Regions from separate parts of the Rattus norvegicus genome. Here region 2 is linked to region 1. Evidence: chromatin contacts called from public Hi-C data. All regions are on one chromosome and are shown on one strand. The core of a region is the stretch at or near the end of the contact, and the rest is flanking DNA. Distances in the headings are between cores, read along the strand shown.

Region 1 (7,361 bases), core at 2,237-4,736:
CCGATGAAGATTTCCAGCATCTGAATGGATGCTTTCAGGGATGTTCCTAGGTGGTGGGGAAAGACGGGCGTGCATCTAGCATTCTCATTCACCGTGTAGAAAACCAGCTGGGGGATGCTCAGCAAGATGGCAGCTGTCCACACACAGCAACAGATGATCCAGCAGGGTTTCCCCACTCCTGATTGGCTGGGGGCCTTAGTGATTGCCCAGTATCTGTCAATGCTGATACAAGCCAGGAACTGCATCCCGGAGACAAAGTTTACCGTGTACAGGGCCGAAGTTACTTTGCACATCATTTTGCCTAGAATCCACCCATGAACTGCGTTAACTGCCCAGAAAGGCAGCGTGACCAGAAGCAACAAGTCTGCTACAGCCAGATTCAGGATGTACACATCGGTCTTGGTCCTCTGTTTCTTGTAATAGGCATAAATCGCCACAACTATGGAGTTCCCTGCAAGTCCAATGACAAAGGCGACCGTGAAGAAGGCAGGCAGGAAGACTTTCGCAAACTGCCTGACCTCTTCTTTTATGCAGATCACTTCATACTGGCTGTAGTCATGAGTGTAGTTCATCTCGGTGTCCTCATAATCGTACTCCACTGACTGGTTCTGCTCCAGAGCCATGGCGCCAAGCTGCACGACGAGAAGAACACAAAGCACTCACGTCAGCATGAGAGGAAGCAGCTTCTGCCCAGCATGTGGCTTGTTCTTTTTCTCGAGAATAGATTGTGGCTGTCACATATGTGAGCCTAGCTCTCACTATGGAAACTTCAGTGAGAACCACATGGAGTCAGTCCCCCCATCCTTTGCTCTCATATATAGGAACTGGAGTTGGCCCATGGTCAACAGACAGTATCCCAGCCCTTAGTCATTAAATCCTGGACAAACGTGAAGACTCTTAAGTAATATGAGTTGTTGTTGGTGTGTGTGTGTGTGTGTGTGTGTGTGTGTGTGTGTGTGTGTGCGCGCGCACTCGCACGCACGCATGTGTGCATGTACCTAAAGGTTGAAGTTGCTAGGAGTCATTAGATTACTCTCCCCTCATTTGTTGAGGTAAGGTCTCTCAGTTGAACCCAGAGCTCACCATCAGGACTATTCTGACTAGCCAGCTTGCTGCAGCCATCCTTTGCACCCTGTAAGTGTTGGGGCTGTGGATGAGCTGCAGTGGCCACCCCTCATTTACACGCATACTGGGGATCCAAGTGTTAGTCTGCACACGTGTACAGCAAGCACTCTAATCACAGAGCCGTCTGCCTAGCCTAGTTTTTATAATGCAAAATTTAATCAAAGAGCAGAAGATACATTTCAGTTTTATAAATGTTACTTAAGTCTTGTGAAGTATTTCTACAACAAAGTAAAAGAAGTTGTTTTACTTGAAAAATGTTTTCATTTTTATTCTAGAGTTACTTATAATTTTAATTTAAATAAGTTAGCGTGGCATTGGCACAGAGTCACTGGTTGACTTTGCTACAAGAAAGCCTCCTTAGCCAGCTTGCCTCCTAAGCCTGTCACACTACTTGTGTCCCCGGTCCCTCTAAACTGAAAACTGGCACCGTCTTTAACTTCTCAATTACCTAGATCCCTGGGTTCCAGTTAGTCTGCACGATCATTGGCAATCCTCCTGCCTTAGCCTCCTCAGTGCTGGAATTACATGTGTGAGCCACCACACCTAGTTTGGATATCAGATTTGACCATGCACGCGCATGCACACACACACACACACACACACAGATATACACATACAAACACACAAACACACCACACTTAATGCTCCTGTCTTCCTATCTGGAATCTGACTGTTCTTTGTCCTTACCAACTGTTTGTCCAAACCATTCTTCTTACTGCCAATTGATATTGTGCCTCTAACTTGCCAATCTACCACAGTCTCGCTTAGCTCTTTGCCTGGAAGGCTCTTGGATATACCACAAGCTCCTTGGAATGACATCCAAGGCTTCCTCCGGCCACCGCCTCCTCCCCATGCTCCACACAGTAGTCAGTAATGGGCTGAGTTGTCAGCTGTGGCTGACACACTGCCGTGACATGCCGTGCCTCTCCATTGCTCTCGCTTGTCAGCTTTATCCAGTTTCCTCCCCAGAAGACTCTCAGTCAGAGCTTTGACTCCATCCTGTGGAGAAAATGTATTTCCAAGCTCTAAGTTCTCTGGAGTCTGACAATTTGATTTCTGGTTGTGACCAAAGTTTCATTAGCATACCTGGTACACTCTAGCTGTTCACTAAATATGTGTCAGGCTCTAAACGTTTTCCCACCACATATAAAGCTGTTATTGCAGAATGGGTGGACCACGTGTTTCCCATCTCGGTCTGGGGAATCATAGCTGGCTAATAACACTGCATTGTACAAGAAAAGCTTGCACAGAATTCACAAGTTTAATATAAATACTATAATGACTTTCAATATTCTTATAGTTTTATTTCTAGCTTCTCTATCTTGGTTTGACTAATTTTGACCCTCAAAGAATTTCAGATCTTACAGAATCAATCATGAAAACAGTATTTTCAAAACAGTACAGAAAAGAATATTCAAATTTAAAAAAAAAAAAAAGGTCTTTAACTTGCTAACTCTTCTTTGAATGAGTAAAGCAAAGTGTGAGGGTTCCCCTCAGGGAAGGTGCTCCGGCCTGGAGATTTGCTCTATTGTGCAGTCTCTAAGGCGGCTCAGAAGCTCTGTTAAGGAGACTTCTGCAGCCTCCGTAGTTTATGCATTAATTATTAACACAGTATAAACTTGGTTCTTAATTGTTATCCAGAAGCCTTGGACTGGATGATGGAAAGCAATAGAGCCGAATAAAATGTAAGGGTGACATTTGAGAGTAAGGATGACTTCCTAACAGTGTAAGAAAGTTAGAGTCGGAAGAGACTTTGCAGAAAGCACCCTTCTGCAGATGTGTAGGGAGGCTTCTAAATGCTCTTTAAAATCATTTTTTTTTTTTTTTTGGTTCTTTTTTTCGGAGCTGGGGACCGAACCCAGGGCGTTGCGCTTCCTAGGTAAGCGCTCTACCACTGAGCTAAATCCCCAGCCCCTAAAATCATTTTAAAAACAAAAACAAATTTATTTTAAAGAGCCAAAAGCAATGACCAAGTAAACCCTGTCTGCTCCCTGACAACATTGTACAAACCCGCAGTGGTGATGCGAAAAGCTCTTCTTGGTACACTCACGTGAAGTGTAGAGCTGTTCTTAATAGCTCTTTGTGGGACATGTAAATGTTTAAACTCGCCTGTACCAAGTCCCCCATCCTCCACTAAGATAAAAATACAAAATCTTTGGGCTTAAAAAATCAGAAACGCATATTCAGGTCAAAAGGAGGGGGAAAAAAACCCGAAAGAACCAACCTGTTAAGCTGGAAGAGCTGCCGTCCAGAGCGCAGAGGAGATCAGAGGACCTCCGTGACCCAGGCAACTCTTGTTTTCAGTTTTACACCCCGCCTTTATCTTGGATCCAAGCGAGCTTTCCTGAAACTTAACCTCCGGAGCACTTGATTAAGTGCTCTGCGAACCTTCCTGTGGCATGCGTCCAAATTCCTAAATGTCCTGGATACAGATGGAAGGAGTCCCAGCTCTGGCGGCCAAACTGCAGGATCGTCCGTCCGTTTCCACTCAGCTGAAGGAGACAAGAGAGTGCCTGTGGCTCACCAAGCCCTGGTCAGCCACAGAGAGACACTGAGAGCATCCAGTGGCCACAGGCCCTGCCCCAGGGTGGGGTGTGGTGGCGGGGAGGGAGGGGGAGCTCCAGAAATACTTGACCAAGTTATTTTGTCTATGAGAGAAAAATAAGATGATTTTAACCCATAAAGTTATGTTTTTGAAAAACCAAATCAGCCAGTTAAGCAGGACTTACTGTTTGCGTACAACACGATTTCAGTTTCTTATTTTACTGGGGCAGAGCCCTGGCTCACTGCAGCATTCTCTGTGGTCCAAAGTGTGCGTTTCTCGAGGCTTTCTCTCCTTTTCTTAGAATCTTTCCCTCAAGGACCAGTCATGAACCATCCAACTCCTGTGTGTGGAGAGGCTGCTTTTCCAGGCTGCCAAACAAATGCACCTTAGAAAGGAAGAGGGTTTCACGCAGACGAGATCCTCGGCCTCACCTCACATTTGCATACCATTGCCCCATTTTTCATGCAAAGCTGACCTTAGTGCCCAGCTGCAGAAGTTGTTTTAGACCCAAGCCTTTTCTTTTCCCTCAATGATTGTTATAGTCTGTGTGGATTCATGCAGAAGAAACTCATTAGTATGTGCCTTCATCTTTATCCCCCTCCCCCATATGTCTGGGAGTCAAGGTAGCCTTAACCTGTGTAGCCGCCTCTCTTTAAGGAAGCATCGGCTAAAACAGCTTAGCTCTAGATTTGTGTCATTTGCCGAGGTGTGAGGAATCCACCACCACCACAGTCAGTTCTAAGCATCAAAGTGAACTGACTGAAGGAGAAGTTACTAACAGGCACATAATCTATCTTCTGAGCAGGCGACACCATTCGTTTCCTTTGTTAAGGATCGTAGGTGTCTTGCCTGCCTACTGTCCTGCAGTCAGATCTGCTGAAACTGGAGTTACAATTGTGAGCTGCCACATGGGGGCTGGGGATTGACCCCGGTCCTCTCAATGAGCAGCCAGTGTTCCCAACTGCTGAGCCATCTCCAGGCCCAAGCTAGTACAGTTTTAACTAGGGAGATACAAGCACATCCAAGAACAGGTAAAGACAATGTAGGGTTATGGGTAGTTCAGCTGGTGGAGTGGCCTAGCCTGGGTTCAGTTCTCAGTCCCCTGTGAGCAATACTGACTCATATCTGGAATCCCAGCATTTGAGGTTGAGGCGTGAGTACTGTGAGAGCAGGTCTCAAAAGAGAGAGGAAAGAAAAGGAAGGGAGGAGGAGAGGAGAGGAGAGGAGAGGAGAGGAGAGGAGAGGAGAGGAGAGGAGAGGAGAGGAGAAAAATACATGGCACACACACAGCACACACACACACACACAGAGCACACACACACAGAGCACACACACACACACACACAGAGCACACACACACAGTGGACTTCTACTCAGCCATAAAGCAGAGAGATGTCATTTTTAGGGAACTAGATAGAATTATGATCATCTGGGAAGAGGAAGGAGACCAGTGGGAGAGGAGAACAGGGAAGGAAAATGGGGGTGAATATGGTTAGAGAACGTGATTACACTGGACCGTCTGCCCAGGGAATAGTGCTGGCCCACAGTGGGCCAGACCCTCCCAGGTCCATTAACAGTCTCCTGCAGACGTGCCCATCAGCAAATAACAATCAGATCTGGAAAATCTTCCATTGAGACTCCTCCTCAGATGACTGTGTCAAGGCGACAACTGAAGCTAACTAGGATGCTCTCCAAGTGCCTCACATCCCACTCCTAGTACTTTATAATCATTTCCATCTTTCACAGCTGTCTTGCACTCTGTGTGTTTTAAGCATTTATGATAGTAACTTACTCATGATGCCAGCCTGTCAAATAATAAACTCACGAAGCAGTGAATCAGTCAGTTTGAGCAACATCCTCCATTTTGATGCCAGGGCTACAGTTCTCTCTTACGTGTTCAATGTTAGACTTTTTCCATTTTATCGTGCAATCTCTGACACATTTCCGGTATCCCGTGATGCTACCTGCTGTGCAGTCTTAATTTTGCTCTGTGTGTGCTTGAATATGTCTCCTCCTAATCCTTGTTTACCCTACCCTAAGAAACTATGTATTTTCTTATAATTTGGGTTCCTGTCTTATAAACAAGTTGTAATTCTATAATAATCTTTACAGCTTTTGATTTAAAAAAAAAAACCATTTTCTTCAAACGTAAGCCGTCAGGACATAAAGGCATCTGGACTGGGTTGGTGCTCCAGGCACGATGAGTTCATGATGTATGAGTCATGGTGAACAGACCCTTGGTTCTGCTGTGTTTTCATTTCTTCAGATACAACTAGGAGACTTGGTGGTGATGGGAAATTTGGATGGGAAATTTAAAAAAATCAGAAATGCATATTCAGTCAAAAGGAGGGAAAAAAAAAAAGAAAGAAAGAACCAACCTGTTTAAGCTAGGAGAGCTGCCGTCTGGAGTGCAGAGGAGATCAGAGGTAGCTGGGTATGGTGACTCAGGCTCTTAATCCCAGCACTCTGGACGCTGAGGCAAGGGTCACAAGTCTACCACCCATCCAAGCTACACAGTGACAGCCTGTCTCAGACCAGACAGCACTTAATAGTGAGCAAATAAGGAAGAAGCAGAGTAGTGGCCGGAAGTGAGAGGCCGAGAAGAGCATCCCCACTGTGAGCAACTTCAGAGCGCTTGATGTTTGTGGGCTCCACACCTGCCTGTCCACCATAACCTCTCTCATCAGACTCCCTCTGAGTCTCAGTATCAAACGGTTTGTAAAAATTATTTCTCGCCTTAACACAGCAATGTCCCTTGGTCCCCAAACTGCCTCTCTCTCTATCCATTCCCTGGCCCTCTGCTGGTGGCATTGTTTTGCCAGTGATGAATGTTTAACTAAACTGCATGTTACTGGGCTTCAAGCTGAGCGTTACTTAGATAACCTTAAGACCTTGTTTAGTGTCCATATTACATGTTGAATTCATATTTTAATGGGTTTTAATGGCACATTTTTGCTTAAGCAAAAAAAAAAAAAAGCACTTTTATCCAAACTCACCATCAATCGAGTTTCAGTAGAAGTAATATTTTATTGCCTGTATTACCATTGTTTGCATTAGTATTTCTTGGGGAAATTTAGATTTCTTTTTAGTATCATAAATCACATCACAGAGTGATAACTTTGTAGACTGTGATAAAAATAAACTAATTTTAGAAATTTTGAAGGCTGTAAATATATATATATATATAATTTTGTCTGCTAAAGACAGTGTTAGCATGATTCACTTGTAGTCATGACTCCTACGTTGGTGCTTAGAAAGCGTCTGTATCCCTTCTGTGTTATAGGCTCAGCACAGCATGTTTGAACAGGCCAGCTGGAAACTGAACGAATGTTCTTCCTCACAATCATTACTACCCCAGTCAATGCTCTTAGGCTCCTGCCATTTCATAGAGGGGCAGCCATATTTACAGGACAGATACAAATGATAGATACTGGCTGGGAGGGTCAGAGACTGAGGGAGTCTGATTTTCCCGGGCATCGCCAAGTTGTGCTGCTTGGGAATGGTTTTCCTGTTATCCCGCCAGCGATATGTGCCAGTGCCTGTTTCCCAACACCCTGCCTCTGTGAGGTCTGTACATAGACGTAGTTTCATAACACTCTACTTTCTACCGTGCCCCTGCTAGCCACACGTGGGATAGGGAATCGTAAGCTCCTGTGATAAGTAAGTTACCTTTGACCTTTAACTGTACGCG
Region 2 (7,361 bases), core at 2,075-4,574, 45 kb after region 1:
GCTTTCATGAGTCCCTTGGCATTGTACCTTGGGACTTGGGAGATGTACCCCATGTCTCACAGATCTGCATGAGGTGTCTCTGCTGTGACAGATACAAATGTCCCTGCCATACAGCCCATCTGGCTCTATTTGCCTCAAGGACCCTACCAAAAAGGCTGGGGCCACAGCTAGGTGTAGAATGCTGGATCTACATCCAAGTGACCAGGGTAAATAAGCCATTGAAGGATTGATTGCCCCTGAAATCTGTCTTCCTGCAGCCCTCAGGATTACAGGACCTGGTCTAACAGTCTCCATGTCTGTCTGTCTGTCTGTCTCTCTCTTTCCTTCTTTCTTTCTTTCTTTCTTTCTTTCTTTCTTTCTTTCTTTCTTTCTTTCTTTCTTTCTTTCTTTCTCTCTTTTTTTTTTTTCCCGGAACTGAAGACTGAACCAGGGCCTTGCCCTTGCTAGGCAAGCGCTCTACCACTGAGCTAAATCCCCAACACCCCATGCCTTTCTTACTAAGGGCCATCCTGACCAAGGTTCAATGTCCCGAAGACAGTGGATGTGACTTATCTGGTGCCCCTTTAGTTGAACTAAGATCCTTCTGGGCCTGTTGCTCATTGGGTTCCACTGTTTACATATATGGCTCCCTCAGCTTCAGTCATAGCCGGTTGTCCTAGAGGACAGAGCAGCACCTCTTTTCCCATCAGCCTTTTTCCTTTCCTCCCCAGGGACTGACTTCTCAGTATCTCCCATTCTCTGCTCTGTAGATCTCACTAAGACATCATCTGCAGACACTGGAGAGAGAGAGAGAGAGAGAGAGAGAGAGAGAGAGAGAGAGAGAGAGAGAGAAGCAGCCAGGTGGGTGTGCCATTCTCCATATGACCACCAGTGGCACTCGATGAACTGAAACAGGCTTGGTCATTGCCTGCTCAGTAGCCTCTGGGTGGCTGGAAATATTGAGGGTCGGAATAGCCTGGTGGACAGTGTTTTGATCTAGACTTTTTAGAACAACATTTATGCTTTAGGACCAAATTTATTGAACTGTCAGAAACAACGTATTACCAAAATAAGAGCCTTTAAAGTGTTCACCAGTCAGCAATAGCAACTGCTGTCAAACTGAAGTCTACAGCTGAAACAGCTACTCGGGGAAGTATGACCAATATGAGCGCTGACCTCCCCTCTCTGGTATCTCTTGGGCTCTCAAGTGAAAGGAATCAGATCTACTAACTGGATAGAGTCCTGGCCTTGGGTCTCTGAAGGTATCACCCTCTCACCTCCCATGACCCCTCACCTCCTATGACCCCTCACCTCCTATGACCCCTCACCTCCTATGACCCCTCACCTCCTGTGACCCCTCACCTCCTGTGGCCCCTCACCTCCTATGGCCCCTCACCTCCTATGACCCCTCACCTCCTATGACCCCCTCACCTCCCATGACCCCCTCACCTCCTATGGCCCCTCACCTCCTATGACTCACCTCCTATGACCCCTCACCTCCCATGACCCCCTCACCTCCCATGACCCCCTCACCTCCCATGGCCCCTCACCTCCTATGGCCCCTCACCTCCTATGACTCCTCACCTCCTATGACCCCTCACCTCCCATGACCCCCTCACCTCCTATGGCCCCTCACCTCCTATGACTCCTCACCTCCTATGACCCCTCACCTCCCATGGCCCCTCACCTCCTGTGGCCCCTCACCTCCTATGGCCCCTCACCTCCCATGACCCCCTCACCTCCTATGACCCCTCACCTCCTATGACCCCTCTCTTCCTATGACCCCTTGTCTCCTATGACCTTTCACCTCCTATGAACCCCCTTGCCTTCTATGACCGCTCACCTTCTATGACCCCTCACTTCCTAACTTGTACCATCATTGAGCACCCAGTACTCACCTGCTGCTCTCTCCTTTTTCAAGAATGTTCTCCTATGCACCTGGAACTCTCCAAACTTCAAGGACTTTGTTTCCACACTAAGTGATATGGATTTGTGAAGATTGGCCATCCTCCCCTAGGCTGGATACCTCCTTCTGGGGAAGCGTTTGATGGTTTTGCCTCTTACCCCCTTTTTGTAACTGGGCTGTTTTTCCCAATTTTATTTTATTTTGTCTTGAGGGCATCCTAAACTGAGCTTCTGTTTAACTTGTCCCCCCCCCCCCCCCCGGGGCTGGGGACCAAACCCAGGACCTTGCGCTTCCTAGGTAAGCACTCTACCACTGAGCTAAATCCCCAACCCCGTGGGTGCTGTCTTTTAATTGCTCTTCTAGTTTTTGAGACAAGGCTATCTTACTAACCTGGAAGCTCATCAATTTGGTGGTGTCACATGGCCAGTGATCTTCAAGGATCTGTCTCTGTTAACATCATGCTAAGGTTCCAGGAGCCATCTGCCATTCTTGTGCTTGTTTTTTGTTTTTTTTTTTTTATATAGTGTTTTTATTTATCCTTTGAGGGTTTTATGCATAAATATATTTAACCATATTCACCCCCTCAGCTCCTTCTGGACCTCGCATATCCCCTCCCAAATAAAAAAAACACTAACAGGTGCCCAATCTGCATACTCATGGTAGGACCCATGGCTTTTTCGTGGGTTGTAGAGCCCTGAACCTTTGTGCTTGAGCAGTGGGCACTTTACCTACGGAGCCGTCTTCCCAGCCCTGTTTTGTGTGGAGACCGCTTCTCACTCTTACATGGGCTACTCCCGGTCCAGCCTCCCAAGTCCTGGATTACAGGGCGTGCTATCACAACTGCCTGCTGTGAGGTCTTCCCACTCTGCTCCTTAGCTTACTCAACACACCTCTCAGCATTGGCTATTTACACTTTTGCTCTTTTCCTCGCTCCTTAAAATGTATATGCTCAGGCCAGTGAGCTGGCTCAGCGGGTGAAGGTGACTGCCACCAAGCGCATTGTCTGAGTTTGATCCCTGGGACCCATGTGGTGGAAGGAGGGAAAGAATGAGGTCAAAGTTCCCTACGGTCTCAACTTGAATGTCGGGGCAAGTGTGTGCATGCACGAGCACGTACGCACAATAAATAAAAATACTTTAAAATATTATAAAGCCTGACTTTTAACTCTCAGAACGAAAGAATTCTGCTGCCCAAAGTGGCATCCTGTTGTCTGGAGGATACAAATGCTCTTCTCTGAAGGACAGAGTTTGTTTTTCTTCCTTCACCTCACCTCCCACTCCCTCCAGCAGTCCCTTTCCTGTGGGCCCCGGTCACACTGAGGCTCTCAGGCTGGAAGAACACACCGTCAGCACTCACACCAGGTTCTTACAGCAGACTTTCCACCCTGCCCTTAGGAAGGTCCCCGCTGCAGGAAGGATGTGGCTGTCAGTCAGTCAGTCAGTCCTCTATCTACTGATAGCGGTTTCTGCTTCCAGCCCCATTGCTCGGAACTCCGACCTCACCTCCACCCTCCCAAGCACTGGCAAGACAGGTTCGAGCTTTTTCCAGCTTAATTTGACGCTGGTAGGATGCTGACAAACCTGAGAGATGTGTAAGGAGGGGGCTTGTGAATCACATAAAACAACGTATGACTGGTATCTAAGCAAAAACTCTAATGGAAGTGACTTTCCTGAATTTAGGAAAGAACTAAATGTTAGTAGAATTATTTTCATTTGACCTTTTGCTTAGGAGGCAGACGACTCATTCCTCCCGACTCAAGTCACATCTTCATAAACCATTTTCTGAAACAAACAAAACGAACATGCTACCCTACATGGGCAAGCCTCCTCTTGTTCTTTGCTGGAACTACACTTTACATATGCTACCCTAAATTACTGAAAACTCACACATGCAATAACCACTCATCTGGGATAGAAACCCAGGGCCTTAGCAACGATTAAAATATGTCAACGTTTTTCTTTGTGTATGTAACCAGACTTTTCCATGAACAGTTCTGGAACCTTCCTTTTCCTTAGAAATATGAATAGTGGTGATGTATCTTCTTCCAGAAGTAGGATAGTAAAAATGTTTTACCTTCCCATCTCCACTTTGTGGCCTCCAAATTCGTCATCTCTAAGTTAAAAAGTTAGTGGGCATCCGCTAATCCACTGTGAAGCTCTCTTTTCTCTCTGTTGAATAATTATTAACAAGCACACCTAATAAGCACAGAAGGGATTTAAAGGACCATGAAGCTTTATAGTAGTTTCCATGTGGTTTTCAAATGGAAATTTGAAAATTTAATGTTAAATGTTGCTACATATGAATTTTAAAATTAATTTTTTACAGTGCTGGAGACTGAACTTAGGGTCTTATACATCCTGGGTCAGCATTCTACTATGGAGCCATGTCCCCAGTCAGGGTGTTGTAAATTGTCGTAAGCTTTTGATCGTCAACAGGGTATCCAATGCTGGCTCAGTCCTTTCTCAAATCAGCCTCAGACAGGATGCCAATGGCCAGTCTGCCACTCTGTAGAGTCCAAGTGGCCCCTTCTGACTTTCAGGCAGGGTTCTCTCTCGAGGTCTCTGTCCACTAACCATGCCAACTCTCCTGTATTTACCTTCCTGCTACCTGCTACTGTTTCACTTTACATCTTGGACAGTTCCCATGCACACATGGGATCACAAGCCTGAGGGCAGCCTGAGTCACAATGAGGTGACCTTGTCTCAAACCAAACCAAAACAAGGATGTGGACAAATGTTTGCATGACTTTCCATGTTTACATTTCCTGTAGTCTGTGGTCTAACTGGAAGACCTTTGCACCAGGATGTTATCTGAAATATTCTCTGGCTCCTTACCTCTCCTGAAACATTAGACCACCACACCCCTGCAGCGGTTAGCAGTCTGGCCCACTCCTAACACGACAGAAACAGTAACTGAGCTGCTGTTTCTGCTTAGGAATGAAGAGGTGGGTGCAGCATGCGAGTGTGAGCCTGTCTTCTGCTGTTCCACCCCCCCAAAAGTGAACATGGAAGAAATCTCCAGAGGCTAAAATTACAGACCACACATATCTCATTAACAAAGCAGTCAATTCCCTTTATTTTTTAAAATTTTATGTACACATATGAATGATCTGTATAATGTACATTCAATATAGAAAGCTTTATATATTTGATAATGTATAGAACATTTCACAATTACACTAATCTCTTACATAACATCTTGACATCCATTTTTAGTTTTAATTTTTTGCACAAGCTCCCTGTCGTTCAGCTTGGTGAAGTCTGCCATACGCACCGATGTGCACCGAGCTCTCGTAGAGTTAATGACTGAGGGTCTGGTCACAGGTGGAGGGACAGAAATCTAATGTCTGACGATGAGAGGAAGACGGCCATGGAGACCTGGTGCAGGAGAGGAAGGTGCCCTTTTCTGGGGATAAGATTTAGCCCAATGTTTGTAGACTGCAGCTTAATCCCACAGTCACAGTAATTAAAAAAAAAAAAAAAAACATTATAAAAACTAGGAAGAAAGTTTTGTCTTTTTGATTCACAGTCTTGTAAACAGATATAAAGGAACAAAATGTGCTTACATACATCAAGAAGAAGAAATTCTTGTGTACCCAGGTGGCTGACCCACAGAGTGCTTTCTCAGAACGAGACACGTCAGAATCATGGACTCTTCTCCTAAATAAAAATCTATGTATAGAAAAAGGAAGAACACTGTCTTGAAACCAGGAGAAAGGCGGAGTCTGTTTCGACATGTTGGTTGGAGGAATGTGGGCGCAGTACTGGCCTTCAGCATGGACTGTCTCTGAGTGTTTCACGTCTGATAGCCAAGGTCTCCTGCCTCATGGTCTACAGGAGGTGGCAAGTTAGACATGGCTGATGAGGACGCACCTGCAGTAAGGTAGCCAGCAACTCCAGGGCCTGCAAGAGAGGAAGGAAAGCAGGCATTTTCCACATCGGTCAGGTGGACACGGGCTCCAGTGCCCAGTCCAGGCCAGGGGAAGCTCTAACCATCACCTACACGTGCAGCTGCCAACAGGCAGCGATACAGAACCTGTGTTCATGGCTGGCCTTTATTATATGACAGTTAGAAATAATTTCAAAATTCATGCAGTAATACCAGTGTAGAAACAGGGAATTTTCCCTCTTTTCCCTGGGAAGTTCAATTTTACAAAGCAAAAGACAAAACAACAACAGAAATCCAGGGTACTTAAAGAGCTATGCTACATGGAAAACACGGGAACAAACAGACGGAGACGCCTCCCCACCCCCGCTCAGCCCATCTCAAAGTGATTCACGACAGGATTCTCTAAGCAGCTTCTGAGTAGGACACTCTAGGTAACCAGTTTTCACTTGGTGCAAAAAAAGGCTACTTTAATAAGCGACACCCAGTGAACACAGCTCACTACGTAAATTCTCTCTGAAGAGGAAGGGTCTGGACATTCTTCTCGTAGGTCAAAAGAATGTTCCACAGGAGACATTAGCATTTTAGTTGCAGTCTCCATGTGTTCTGTCACTGAACGTCTCTAGCGCATGAAAAGGTGGCACTTGGAAAAGTGTCAGCGGTCCTAGGGCTTTGGCCTCTGGAGCTGACCTTGAGTACCACAGACATTTGCTTACATCTCAGAAGCACCACACAGTGGAACAAGCGCTTGTGAGAGAAACTGGTTTAGCGCTGCACAGGGGCAGTGCTTAGCTGAGTCAGAGGAAACATGGCAAATGTGTACACTGGAGGGTTAGGACAGGAAAGGTGGTGCGAGCAGCATGCATTGAGCAAAAGGTTTCTCTACCTGCTTCAGAGAGCTACACAGAAGTTAGCAAGCTGCCTGGCAGAGCAGTTCTAAAGCCCACTCCTGAGGTGAAGGGGGCTGCTGCCAGTTAGAAGGGAAGGAGAGACACCTGGTGGGGAGAAAAGAAATGTAAGCAGCAAGGGAGTTGTGAGGACATGCACACAGCAGAGCATTGGATGCAGGTAAGGCAACAGGACTGATGTAGGACAGAGGCCACAATTCACTTCCGTCTCATTTCTCAGATTCTGAGCACCTGACTGAATGGGAAATGGCTGTCACACACTGTGCAAATGCTGGCGAGGTCACAGGTGACTGCCTGAATGAGCTGAAGTTAACCAGAGTGCCTGGGTCCTTGGAGTCATGTACTTTTAGGTGTTGGGAGCCTACACTATCAACTATCACCTTCAGCAAACCAGGTCTCCCACAGACTGCTCAGGAAGAAGACCACCAAACAAACTGATCCATCAGTGCAGCTCAGAGCCAAAGCACCACACTGCTCTCAACATGCCCAGATGAGCAAACCCACAAACACTAGGGAGTGGTGTGGTCTCTAAGCAATCAGACTGTGGGCTCTGATGGTCAGAATTGTCCCCTCACAGATGAACCTGTGGGCATGCCTGTGGGGGACTGTCTCAATTATGTTAATTGAGGTGGAAGACCTGTCCCGGTGGGTGGCACCATTCCCTCAGCAGGGCATCTGAGAGG

What was found. Hi-C and Micro-C count contacts between places; a contact is called where the count stands out from the background.
Region 2: a Hi-C map of liver shows a contact between it and region 1, with 1.5 times the contacts expected there. The contact joins the enhancer-like site here to the promoter of Ackr4 in region 1. A contact is called at or near these places in 3 of 12 Hi-C or Micro-C datasets (kidney and liver).

Annotation. Positions count from the first base shown.
Region 1 is chr8:113,596,276-113,603,636 of GRCr8, forward strand. It overlaps Ackr4 (atypical chemokine receptor 4), which reads right to left and starts at 3,487. Exons shown (of 2, transcript NM_001399385.1): 1 at 3,350-3,487; 2 at 1-632. The coding sequence starts at 623. All of the region lies in intron 13 of Acad11 (acyl-CoA dehydrogenase family, member 11), which reads left to right.
Region 2 is chr8:113,641,642-113,649,002 of GRCr8, forward strand. The region is part of intron 2 of LOC120094252 (a long non-coding RNA gene); the gene reads left to right. Dnajc13 (DnaJ heat shock protein family (Hsp40) member C13) reads right to left here. Exons shown (of 56, transcript NM_001108776.3): 56 at 4,932-5,787. The coding sequence ends at 5,681. Among named protein-coding and RNA genes, the nearest start is that of Ackr4, 46 kb to the left of the region's middle. Within about 2 kb of position 3,325, at least 1 of the 93 cell types and tissues checked has an H3K27ac peak or open chromatin away from gene starts, as enhancers often do. A contact at or near this core is called in liver, where this site is marked.